2 separate regions of the Pan troglodytes genome follow, and region 1 is linked to region 2. Evidence: chromatin contacts called from public Hi-C data. All regions are on one chromosome and are shown on one strand. Each heading gives the region's core, a stretch centred on a gene start, on an enhancer-like site or on the middle of the called end of the contact. The rest is flanking DNA. Distances are from core to core; before and after follow the strand shown. Region 1 has its middle 160 kb from the start of CHIC2. Region 2 has its middle 10 kb from the start of PDGFRA.

Region 1 (5,443 bases), core at 141-2,640, 310 kb before region 2:
TAAGAGAAGGTAGAGGCTGCTCTAGGGGCAATGCTTATGCCTGGAACGAATGAGCCTTTATTGTGGACAAGCTCTGTGAGTGAAGGCCCTCCTTGAGTCTGGTGATAAAAATAGGCTATGGCCAGGCAGGATACAGAAGAGCATGACCAATCACCAAATAAAGGTTTATTGGCTTATACATTTTATTGTACCGTGACATCCCTCCTTTCAGCTTTAGATGTCAGCAGCTGGTGGCAAGCTTAATGACTGATGCATAGGGGAACAGCCATGGACACCACAGTTTGGCTCCCCCTAAAACAGTGATGCTTCATCCTTACTTGGCCAGCTTCTGGAATCCTAGTGAACACACTACAGAACATCAGGTTTGCCTGGGCAGTAACATCCAAGGGGAGCTTCCAGGTTCCTCTTGGCTGAGCAAGACTATTTTTTTCCTGATTTCAAAGAGCTGTTGTTCTGACTAAAGGAAGAGAGGATGTATATGGTAATGAGAACTGTATACATTTCTCCTAAAGTCTCCTACTTTATCTTCTTTAATTCTGCATCTGACTCTGCCTGGGTAGAAATCGTATTCGAAATTATCCCAGCCTCTTCAATCTCCTTAATAAGATCTCTCAAAATGGAACACACTGTCTCGCGTGCCTATAAGGGATGTGCAATGCCTCTTTTGTGATTTGTTCACTCTTATCTGATGTTCTAACACATTTTCACTTTGAGGAGTTTGGAAATGTATCTGCATAGTCATTGCCGTTTAAGTACTCCACTGATTACAAAATGCTTTCATACACATTGTCTTGAGGAAATGCTCTGAAAAATAAACTGCTAACACTCTGGTAAAGAGCCTTCTGCAGTTAGCAAAATAGTCACCAGGACCTTCTTTTTAAATGACTACACTTTCCACACTTTTTCTATCTTTGTTGACTTAAGTTCAAAGTCAAACTAGAAAATCTGTTTTGTCAGATGGAAGTTCGCTACTCACGGTTCTGAGAGAGGCTCCATGCACAGCTCATTGTGTTACCCCACTGCACAGAATCTACTCTTCCAGAGAGACACTGGCAGCTTTGTGCTTTGCATTTATTTATTCAATGCTGCAGTGGCTTAAGCCAGTTTATGGAAAATATCTCTAAACACTGAGACCTCAGGGCTAGGAGGAATTCCTAGACGAGCTCTAAATCAGTAGTTATGTTTGGCAGATTCTATATTCCCACGGAAAGGCCAACTAAACAGTCATTACGCTTTATAGGCGTGCCTGTGTGTCCTTTGTTATTTTGGAATTATCAAGCAGGGCCTGGAAGCATGGTATAGTTAGTGCCAGCACATAGTGGTGGCCTGCAGTCCAACCATGCTGATTGATTTGATGTTTAGGGAGGCAGTTTCAGAGGAAATACGGTAACTCGCTTGTCTATCACCGTGCTTCCTGGATGAGCCCCAGAAATGCAGCGTTTGGGATACCATTAGCAAGCGTGTGGCAGCCTTGCCCTGCTGAGACTGCTGGTGATTGAAAAGTGCTCAAACTGTGGTCAGAGAAGAAGTGTGCAGATGAAAAGAAGGGAGATAAGTCTTCGATCACGACGCCTGCCCTTCACCTAAATATCCCCCAGGACAGTTTGCCAAACACCAGCCTGTTGCTCAAATGAGAGAAAATAAGCCTTTAGTTTCTGTTTCCAGTCTGCTTCATAAATTAACACCATCAACTGACTTTTCCCCGGCCTTTCTCCCACAGCTTATCTTTACTGCCAATAATCCTACCCATGAGAAAGATCTTTGACAAGTCAAGTACTACATAAATTCAAGAAATTCATATGTGGTATTTCATGCACATTTCAAATAAAGAAACTTACAAGGATACCGTTAAAAAAAAAAAAAAAGAACATCCCCATAGTTTTGAAGCAAATGTGCATTTTCTCGTTAGTAAAGAGACGTTTCCTTCCCTCTAACTTCCCAGTGTTGGACAAAGGACTAAAATTTCATGTTATAAGGAAAGCATGTAAACTCAGCACTGCTTTTCTCTGAAATAGCAGTCATTTCAATGATGTGCTCTATCATCAATCCCCGGAGACTGTAGGCTTTTCTGTAACTGGTTCCTTTTCGTTTTCCTCATTGGATAATAATTTTTCAGAATAAAATCTTTTGGTATCAGTATTTTCAAAATATTTCAAGACACCAGCCATTCTTAATCAGGCCACTGTGGAGCTCTATGCAATTAAGTTGCTAAAGTTAGGACAGAGCCCTTAGTTTCAGATTTCAGCTCCATATATCTGAATGGAAGCTCTTGAATGGATGAGCATTCTGACTACTGCCTGGCTAATAATTTTCCACTTGCATTTGGCCGATCCTACACACATGAGCATAAGCCAGTGTAAATGCTCCATCAGAGGCTCTTAGCAGGAAGAAAACAACTAAACAGATTCATTTCTTGACTTTCTTCTTTGATAGATATTTTCTTACTCTTAAATATACTTTACTCCTGATAATTTAGAGATCTATCGTTGGTGAGAGGATATCATGAATTATGAGTGCTTGCATTCTTTTTATAAAGGTAATATCCCTGGTTTGATGAGACAGAAATTTGCAATAGCATCTTTGCAGGGCTTTTCAAAGAGTAGTGGGAGTGGAAAAGTTCCCTGGGACCCATTTCCTGACTGTTCCATTCGTGCTGATCACGACTTTAACCATGTTTTTCAAGCTGCCAATCAAAGCACACGTGCTGTCAAATACAATTCCCTGGTAGGCACAGTGGAGCTAAATATTTGTCCCTAGAACTGTCCTGGGAGAGAAAGGACATAAAGTTGCTGCCACTAGGTTAAAATTTAAGAACAAAATTATAGGAAGCAGACTCCAAACTATTTTCTTAAATTAATTCTTCCTTTTCCAACCAGAACACAATCTCCCCTATTGTCATGTTTGATGCCTAGTTGGGTACACAGCAAATGTACACACATATCTGATGATTTACTGATGGACTGAATCCTCACAAATATTACATTTAAAGCTTTCAGATCAAATTAAATAATTTGCATTTGGGCAAACAGCCAACAGCACTCTAAACTGTACTCCTAACTAACGTTATTCCCTCCTCTACCTCTTCATCCCTGGTGTTCTCTGCAGACCTTCCAAATACAAACTCACTTTCACAAGAAAAAAAAATAACTGCAAAGTATGATTCAGGTCAACCAAGAAAGGAGGTCATATTAATTTTATTTTTCTTGCTCTGTTTCCCAGGCTGGCATGCAGTGGCATGATCTCGGCTCACTGCAACCTCTGCCTCCCAGGTGCAACTGATTATCCTGCCTCAGCCTCCTGAGTAGCTGGATTACAGGCACCTGCCACTACGACTGGCTAATTTTTGTAGTTTTAGTAAAGATGGGGTTTCACCATGTTGGCCAGGCTGGTCTCAAACTCCTGACCATAGATGATCCACCGCCTTGGCCTCCCAAAGTGCTGGGATTACAGGCATGAGCCACTGCACCCAGCCCATATTAATTTTTAATTTCTATTTATGCCTATGAAAAATGTATAAGTTGTTCTACAAACAGAAATGCACTTCTCTTGCTAGGGTTGCCTCAATAAATTTAAGCAACGTGGCACTATATTTCCTTTATAAAGCTCCTTCCTACATGTCTCACACAACACACAAGAAAGTCATAACCAAATTATTTAAGAAGAATTTCTCAAAACACTAAGACAAAAGCCGTCTCTTCTAAATGAGTAACGTGAGAGGTAATCTTGTTCCCTTACTGCTGACATGTAGCTTTCTGCCTGGGGTTTTATCTTTAACTCCCTGGTAATCCAAACGGAGCAGGAAAACCTCAGACAATAGAGCCTCTTTTTTGCTTTACATCCACTTTTTTGGGGTCGGCACCGAACAACCATCATTAAATGGTTTCTGGCGCAAAGTGGCAGGCTTGGGTAAGCCAGAATGTTTATGACACCAAAATAAAGATGTTCCACACTGCTGAAACTGGGGAGTCACACAGAGAACAACTGAAATGGAGTTACACACAAAGGTTTACTTAACTAGCACGACTTTAACTCGTGTCTGCCTGATACACTTACCAAAGAGAAGTGGCAGAAACCCAGGGTGGACAAAAGAGGGCAGTGTTCGCTATGTCTTTCATCTCAGCTCTTCGCTCTTTATCAAATTGCCACTGAGCCAAGAGAAAACTATGTCCAGCATTTCATAACACAGGAAGTGGGGAAGCAGATTAGATATTGGGCTCTGCGGTCACCACAAAATAAGCAGTGTGCTTGTAAAAGTCACTTTTTTCCCTAGACGAAAGCTTAACCATTGGTGAGTTTTGGGGTTTGGTTTCTGTTTTTCAGTATGATCGGCTAAACCTCTCCAGGAAAATAATGGAATATGTAATATTTCTCAAACTATAACAGGTTATAAGGTTTATTTAGTTCAAAGCACTCATTTTTGCAGATGAGGACCAGGTTTCTACATTTGTCAGTGGCTTCTCCTTGTGCTCAGATATCATCAGTATGTGGGGAGGGGAAGACAGACTTCCCTCTTGGAGCTATTTAGAGAATTTTTAGTCATTTCAGAATAGAATCCATGTACGCCCTGTACACAAAAAAATGTAGGTCTCAGCAAGGGAATCTTATCCCCTGCCCTGGATGTCATCATATTGGGTCGAACTTCATTCACATTCTTTGGGAAAAGCTTATGTGGACATGTCATTGTACCCAATAAAGGATTGCAGCCTCAGCACTCAAAAAGTGCACATTTTGCCCAGGTATCTGTCTATTCTTAGTTATAGATATCTAGTGTCATCTTTTAATAGGGAAAGACTCTTTAATTCTTTTGTAATTCCCGTTGTCCTATACATATTTTTGAGCTCCTGCGATGTATAAGCCTCTGTTGTTAGACATGCAAAAGTGAAAAGGACACAGTTCTAGCCTTTAATAAACTAAGCATCAAATAAGAATCAGATGGCCAGGCGGATCGCTTGAGGTCAGGAGTTCGAGACCAACCTGACCAACATGGAGAAACCCCATCTCTACTAAAAATACAAAATTGGCCGGGCGTGGTGGTACATGCCTATAATCCCAGCTACTGGGGAGGCTGAGGCGGGAGAATCGCTTGAACCTTGGAGGCGGAGGTTGTGGTGAGCTGAGATCGTGCCATTGCACTCCAGCCTGGGCAACAACAGTGAAACTCCATCTCAGAAAAAAAAAAAAAAGAATCGGACAAGGCAGAACCAACCTTGTCAGTAACCGTAATACATCAACAACCATAATACAAGGCAGAATGGGGTTGGCTTAGAAGAAAAATACAAATTGCAAAAGAAGAGATTGTATTCATCAGGAGTGGAGAACTGAGGGAAACTTCACAAAAGAGAGAGCTGTGGAGTTGGGTTCATAGAATAGGTGGGCTTCCAGCAGGGTGTGGTGGCTCACACCTGTAATCCCAGCACTTTGGGAGGCCAAGGTGGGCAGATCA
Region 2 (5,532 bases), core at 386-2,885:
AACAAAATGCAGCTTCCCTCAATAATATCAGGTTTTTCACAGGGCTGCCATATGATATTATTTGATAATAAATATTTTCTATAATGCACGCTTGTTTTAGAATGTTATTTTTATGGAAGAGCCTCAGAAAGTTAAATCTTTTAATTCCCCAACGAAGGCTAGTCTGTCAAAATACTGTTTTTGTGATAATAAATGCAAAACCTACTATGCCATTTCTTACCAGCAGCCAAGTTGTTTTTTTTTTTTAATGTTTGAGAATTTCAGCAGTTGATGCAAAGTGGACATTATCAGCCACGGATCTATGTTACAGGAGCCAATTTTAGACATTTTAATTTGAGTGGAATTTAAGTTCAGCTCCTCCCTTATCTCTTTGAAGTTGCTGGGGCCCTGTTGCATTTTAAATCTACTCAAAAGTGCCCATAGGAGTACGACTCACCAGTCGCAGCCACTGATGGAGTTCATGGCCACCCCTCTCCCTGCTCCTGTCCGTATGCCTTTGTTCATGCAGTTCCCTCTAGAAGAAACACACCTCTGGTCGTTCTTCTCTCTCTCTCTTTTTTTTTGAGACGGAGTCTCACTCTGTCGCCCAGTCTGGAGTGCAGTGAAACGATCTCGGCTCACTGCAACTTCCATCTCCCAGGTTCAAGCGATTCTTGTGCCTCAGCCTCCCAAGTAGCTGGGACTACAGGCATGCGACACCACACCCGGCTAATTTTTATATATTTAGTAGAGACGGGGTTTCTGCATGTTGGCCAGGCTGGTCTCGAACTCCTTGCCTCAAGTGATTCACCTGCCTCGGCCTCCCAAAGTGCTGGCAATACAGATGTGAGCCACCGCGCCCGGCCCGTTCTTCTTACTTTTTTTTTTTTTTTTTTTTTTTTAAATGAGACACAGTCTCCCTCTGTCGCCAGGCTGGAATGCTGTGGCTCGATCTCTGCTCACTGCAACCTCTGACTCCCTGGTTCAAGCGATTCTCCTGCCTCAGCTTCCCAAGTAGCTGGTATTACAGGCATGCGCTAGCATGTCCAGCTAATTTTTGTATTTTTAATAGAGACGGGGTTTCACCATGTTAGCCAGGATGGTCTCGAACTCCTGACCTCGTGATCCGCCCACCTCGGCCTCGCAAAGTGCTGGGATAACAGGCGTGAGCCACCGCGCCTGGCCCGGTTCTTCTTACTCTTAAAGACAGCTCAGACAGCAGCCCAAGAAGCCCCCCGCCCCACCCCCCAAATCTCTTAGTTTGGGTAAAGCGCCCCGATTCCGTGTGGTCATGGCTTTATATTTGTCCCTCTTCCTGTTCAAATAACTTGTGCGCCTATATAGGGCCTGGCCCGCGGTGGAATGGACGCGGCTGCAGCTGGAATCGCATCACTCCCTCCTCCCCTCCCCCAGCACTGACATACGATCCCCAGTGTCCTGAGGATGACTCCAAACAGCGTCGGACCTTCAAGTGGAACCTCAGGCTTGTTAAGGAGTGGCCTGGAACTGCACCAGATTTTAGGGGTGCCTGGGGAGGCTTAGAGATGGGAGACGCCCTGACTTGGTTCCTTTCCAGAACATTTGGGAACACTTGGCTTGGTTTCAGTCACCAAATGCGGACTCGCCCAGGGTGGACTTAGTTCTGAGGTGGCCTCTTGCTCCCTCTAGTGGTTTAGAAATCACTGCAGGAGGGTCAAAGACGGGTCTGGTTTTTCTCCGAGGAGGAATCCGCATTAACCATTTAGACATCTACTGCGCAGTGAAGTCAATTCATGACTACGTTTTTGAGCAATCCAATAATTAACCAAATGCACACACAATAAGGACTTTGGACCGTCTTGTGGATCCTTGGAGGACCTTGGGTTCATTTTATAATGCAAACCTAACAGGCTGTAAGTACCCAAGGGATAATTGAAAATATGCTTTAATCAAAGGCAATCACCCTGTCATTGTCAGCCTGTGAAACATTAGCTCGTGGAGCGGGATGAGAGCACGCAGTTCTCTTATCGCTCCAAGATAACTCCACCAGGATGACAGAAAAGCATCAGATTTGGAGATGTCACCAGTCTGGAGTCTCAGTTACATTCAAATTTCATGATAGCCTATCCTTGGGGAACTGAATTGTCTCTTTTGAACAAAGACAATTTCTTAGTTGAGTGAGTTCAGTCGTTTTTTGATTCAATATCAGATCATTACAGTTCCTTTGGGACATAAAAACTATCGTTTCCAGAGACAGAGGAGTGTACTTTGCTATGTTTGTACCTGCCCTACACACAAACTTCTTATGCAACATACATTTTCTGAATGACTTAAAAATAATAGCTGAATATGGCATCTTTCTTCAGAATTGCACGAAGCTTTAAATATCACCTACTGTGGGGTGCAGCGGTGCATGCCTGTAATCCCAGCACTGGTAAGGCTGTAATGGGAGAATTAGGCTTGATTTTCGGAGTTTGAAACCAGCCTGGGCAACATAGGGAGACACTGTTTCAATTATAAATAAATAAATATCACCTCCTCAGAGAAGATTTCCTGAGGCACCAGACCAGCTTGGGCTTCCCACAGTGACGATGGCCTCCCACAGCACTGGGTGACCACAGAGCACTAGTCACGCCTGCCATTTAATGAGGGCCTGGTTTGTTTTCCGTCTGTCTCCTCTGTCCAAAGCTGAGCTCCATGGTTGGTTGTTTGTCCATGACAGCATGCCAGAGTCTAGCACAGTGCCTGGTATAAGAGGTGCTGAATAAATATTTGTCAACTGATACAATCTAGGGGGGTAAATGCTGAGGAGACAGACAGCAGAGGAGAGCTGGTGCTGTTTTTTGTTTTTTGTTTTTTGTTTTTTTTTGAGACAGGGTCTCACTCTGTCACCCAGGCTGAAGTGCAGTGGTGCCATCTCGGCTCATTGCAACCTCTGCTTCCCAGGCTCAAGCGATTCTCCTGCCTCAGGCTCCCAAATAGCTGGGATTGCAGGCGGTCACCACCACACCTGGCTAATTTTTGTATTTTTAGTAGAGACGGAGTTTCACCATGTTGGTCAGGCTGGTCTCGAACTCCTGACCTCAGGTAATCCACCCGCCTCAGCCTCCCAAAGTGCTAGGATTACAGGCATGAGCTACCGTGCCTGGCCTGATTCTTATCTTAGGGCTGTGAGGGAACCCTTCATTCAGATTATGAGCAGAAAAAAATACCTGATTAAAGACTCAGGAATAGTGAGGTGAAGGGCTGAGATTAGCACCCAGGTGGCCAGTGCACATCTGTAACCACAGTGCAGCGAAGAGGAGAGAAGCCCAGAATTCTCCCACTCAGATCCCAAGTCAAGCAGGAATCACCATCTCCTGGCTCGTGGAGCTGCATTTCTTTGTCAACGGCCTGATGGAAACTGGCCTAAGCTCTGGGGGATGGTTTACCAGCAGGACTGTCCTATTATCTTAATATGTGTGGGATGTTTACCTTAACAAAGGCATTTTTTTTTTTTTTAAACAGGCTGGAGTGCAGTGACATGATCTCAGCTCACTGCAACCTCAGCCTCTCAGACTCAAGAGATCCTCCTGCCTCAGCCTCCCGAGTAGCAGAGATGGCAGGTACATGCCACCACACTTAGCTAATTTCTCTACTTGTAGGTGAAATGGGGTTTCACCATGTTGGCCAGGGTGGTCTCGAACTCCTGACCTCAAGTGATCCACCCTCCTTGGCCTCCTAAAGTACTGGAATTACAGGTGTGAGCCACCATGCCTGGCCTCTAAAGGCATATTTTTAAAGCACTGAAAATTAAACAGTAACAAAATACCTGGAAGCTCTGGAGGCAACAAAGACAGAAGGCCAAAAGTGTGCAGACTGTAAGAATAGAATACAGAGTAAGGGTAAGACAATAAAGAGGAATGAGAATATGAGGCCAGGAGAAAAGATACGGAAAAGAGAACGAATGTGTTCCTTCTTGTGTGTCCTTCAGCTTTCCTTCTGTATCACTGACTATCCAAAGAAAAATTTAGTTAAACAGGCAGCAAGTATGAATTGAATGCTGGGAAAGACACACATACATTTAAAATCCCACAGGAAAATTATAAATGTGAGTAGGTCAGCAGAGAGGCACCCAGCCTTGGTAGGCCTCCTGGGATGTTATGTAGCTGGGTGTGTGTTTTCAGCCCTGCTATACCCCAGATTTCATTTTTGAGTGAGGGTGATTGTATTTGGAGTTAGAATGAGTAAACCATTTTTGACTTTATTAGTTAGGATTGTTAAGGTTGGCTGTAAGTAATAGAAAAAAAAATCAAAATAAGTGGCTTAACAAGAGAGAGAGAAGGTAGAATTTTAGGCCAGGCACTGGCCTAAATTTGTGGCTCACACCTGTAATCCAAGCACTTTGGGAGGCCAACGCAGGAGCCCAGGAGGTCGAGGCTGCAGTGAACCATGATTTCACCAACGCACTCCAGCCTGGGCAACAAAGTGAAACCCGGTCTCAAAAAAAAAAAAAAAAAAAAAAAAAAAAAGAGGCCGGGTGCAGTGGCTCACGCCTGTAATCCCAGCACTTTGGAAGGCCGAGGCGGGTGGATCACCTGAGGTTGGGTGTTCGAGACCAGCCTGACCAACGTGGAGAAATCCCGTCTCTACTAAAAATACAAAAAAAATTAGCTGGGCGTGGTGGTGCATGCCTGTAATCCCAGCTACTCGGGAGGCTGAGGCAGGAGAATTGCTGAACCTGGGAGGCGGAGGTTGCAGTGAGCCGAGATTGCGCCATTGCACTCCAGCTTGGGTGACAAGAGCAAAACTCCATCTCAAAAAAAAAAAAAAAAAAAAAAGAGACAATTTTCTCTCTGCTGGCATGGCCGACTCACAAGGGCATCTCAGAAAGACAAGAAGCCCAAGAGGTCAACCTGGAAGTTTAAATTGGACCTTACTCATCCAGCAGAAGATGGAATTTTTGATTCTGGAAATTTTGAACAATTTCTACGGGAGAAGGCTGGATATCTCAGGAATGTTGTTCACATTGAATGCTTCAAGAATAAAATCACAGTTCTTTCTGAGAAACAGTTTTCTAAAAGGTATTTGAAATACCTTACCAAGAAATACCTTAAGAAGAGCAGTCTTCATGATTGGCTTCGAGTGGTTGCATCTGACAGGAGACTTATGAACTTTGTTACTTCCAGATTAGTCAAGAAGATGAAGCAGAGTCGGAGGACTAGGCAAAGGCTTCCCCTATAGGGCTTTGCTGATTAATAAAATAAATGAAGTATACGTGAGAAATACCAAGAAATTGGCTTTTAGTTTATCAGTGAATTAAAAAAAATGCACCTTAAAAAAAAGAGAGACAATTTTATTTCTGTTACATTTTCAAGAAGGCAGGAGGTAGCTTATCAAGGTTTGTTTGGGGCTTAAGGGTGAGGGATCTTCTACTTGGTAGTACCACAGTGCTCAGTTTCCCTTTTCAAGGTGGCCTCATAGTCTAAATTGGCTGCTGAGGCCCCACTCACACACCTGCTTTCTACTCAGCAAGAAGACCAGACTGAGAAGGATGCATCCTTTTTTTAAAGATGCTTTTTAGCAGTTGCACCC

What was found. Hi-C and Micro-C count contacts between places; a contact is called where the count stands out from the background.
Region 1: a Hi-C map of stem cell-derived neural progenitor cells shows a contact between it and region 2, with 7 times the contacts expected there. The contact joins two enhancer-like sites. A contact is called at or near these places in 2 of 7 Hi-C or Micro-C datasets (blood and stem cell-derived neural progenitor cells) and 1 of 1 datasets of contacts at active chromatin or transcription factors (stem cell-derived excitatory neurons).

What each region holds. Positions count from the first base shown.
Region 1 is chr3:75,949,613-75,955,055 of NHGRI_mPanTro3-v2.0_pri, reverse strand. No RefSeq gene overlaps it. Among named protein-coding and RNA genes, the nearest start is that of CHIC2, 160 kb to the right of the region's middle. Within about 2 kb of position 1,390, at least 6 of the 24 cell types and tissues checked have an H3K27ac peak or open chromatin away from gene starts, as enhancers often do. A contact at or near this core is called in stem cell-derived excitatory neurons and stem cell-derived neural progenitor cells, where this site is marked.
Region 2 is chr3:75,634,879-75,640,410 of NHGRI_mPanTro3-v2.0_pri, reverse strand. It overlaps the pseudogene LOC471242. Among named protein-coding and RNA genes, the nearest start is that of PDGFRA, 10 kb to the right of the region's middle. Within about 2 kb of position 1,635, at least 11 of the 24 cell types and tissues checked have an H3K27ac peak or open chromatin away from gene starts, as enhancers often do. A contact at or near this core is called in stem cell-derived excitatory neurons and stem cell-derived neural progenitor cells, where this site is marked.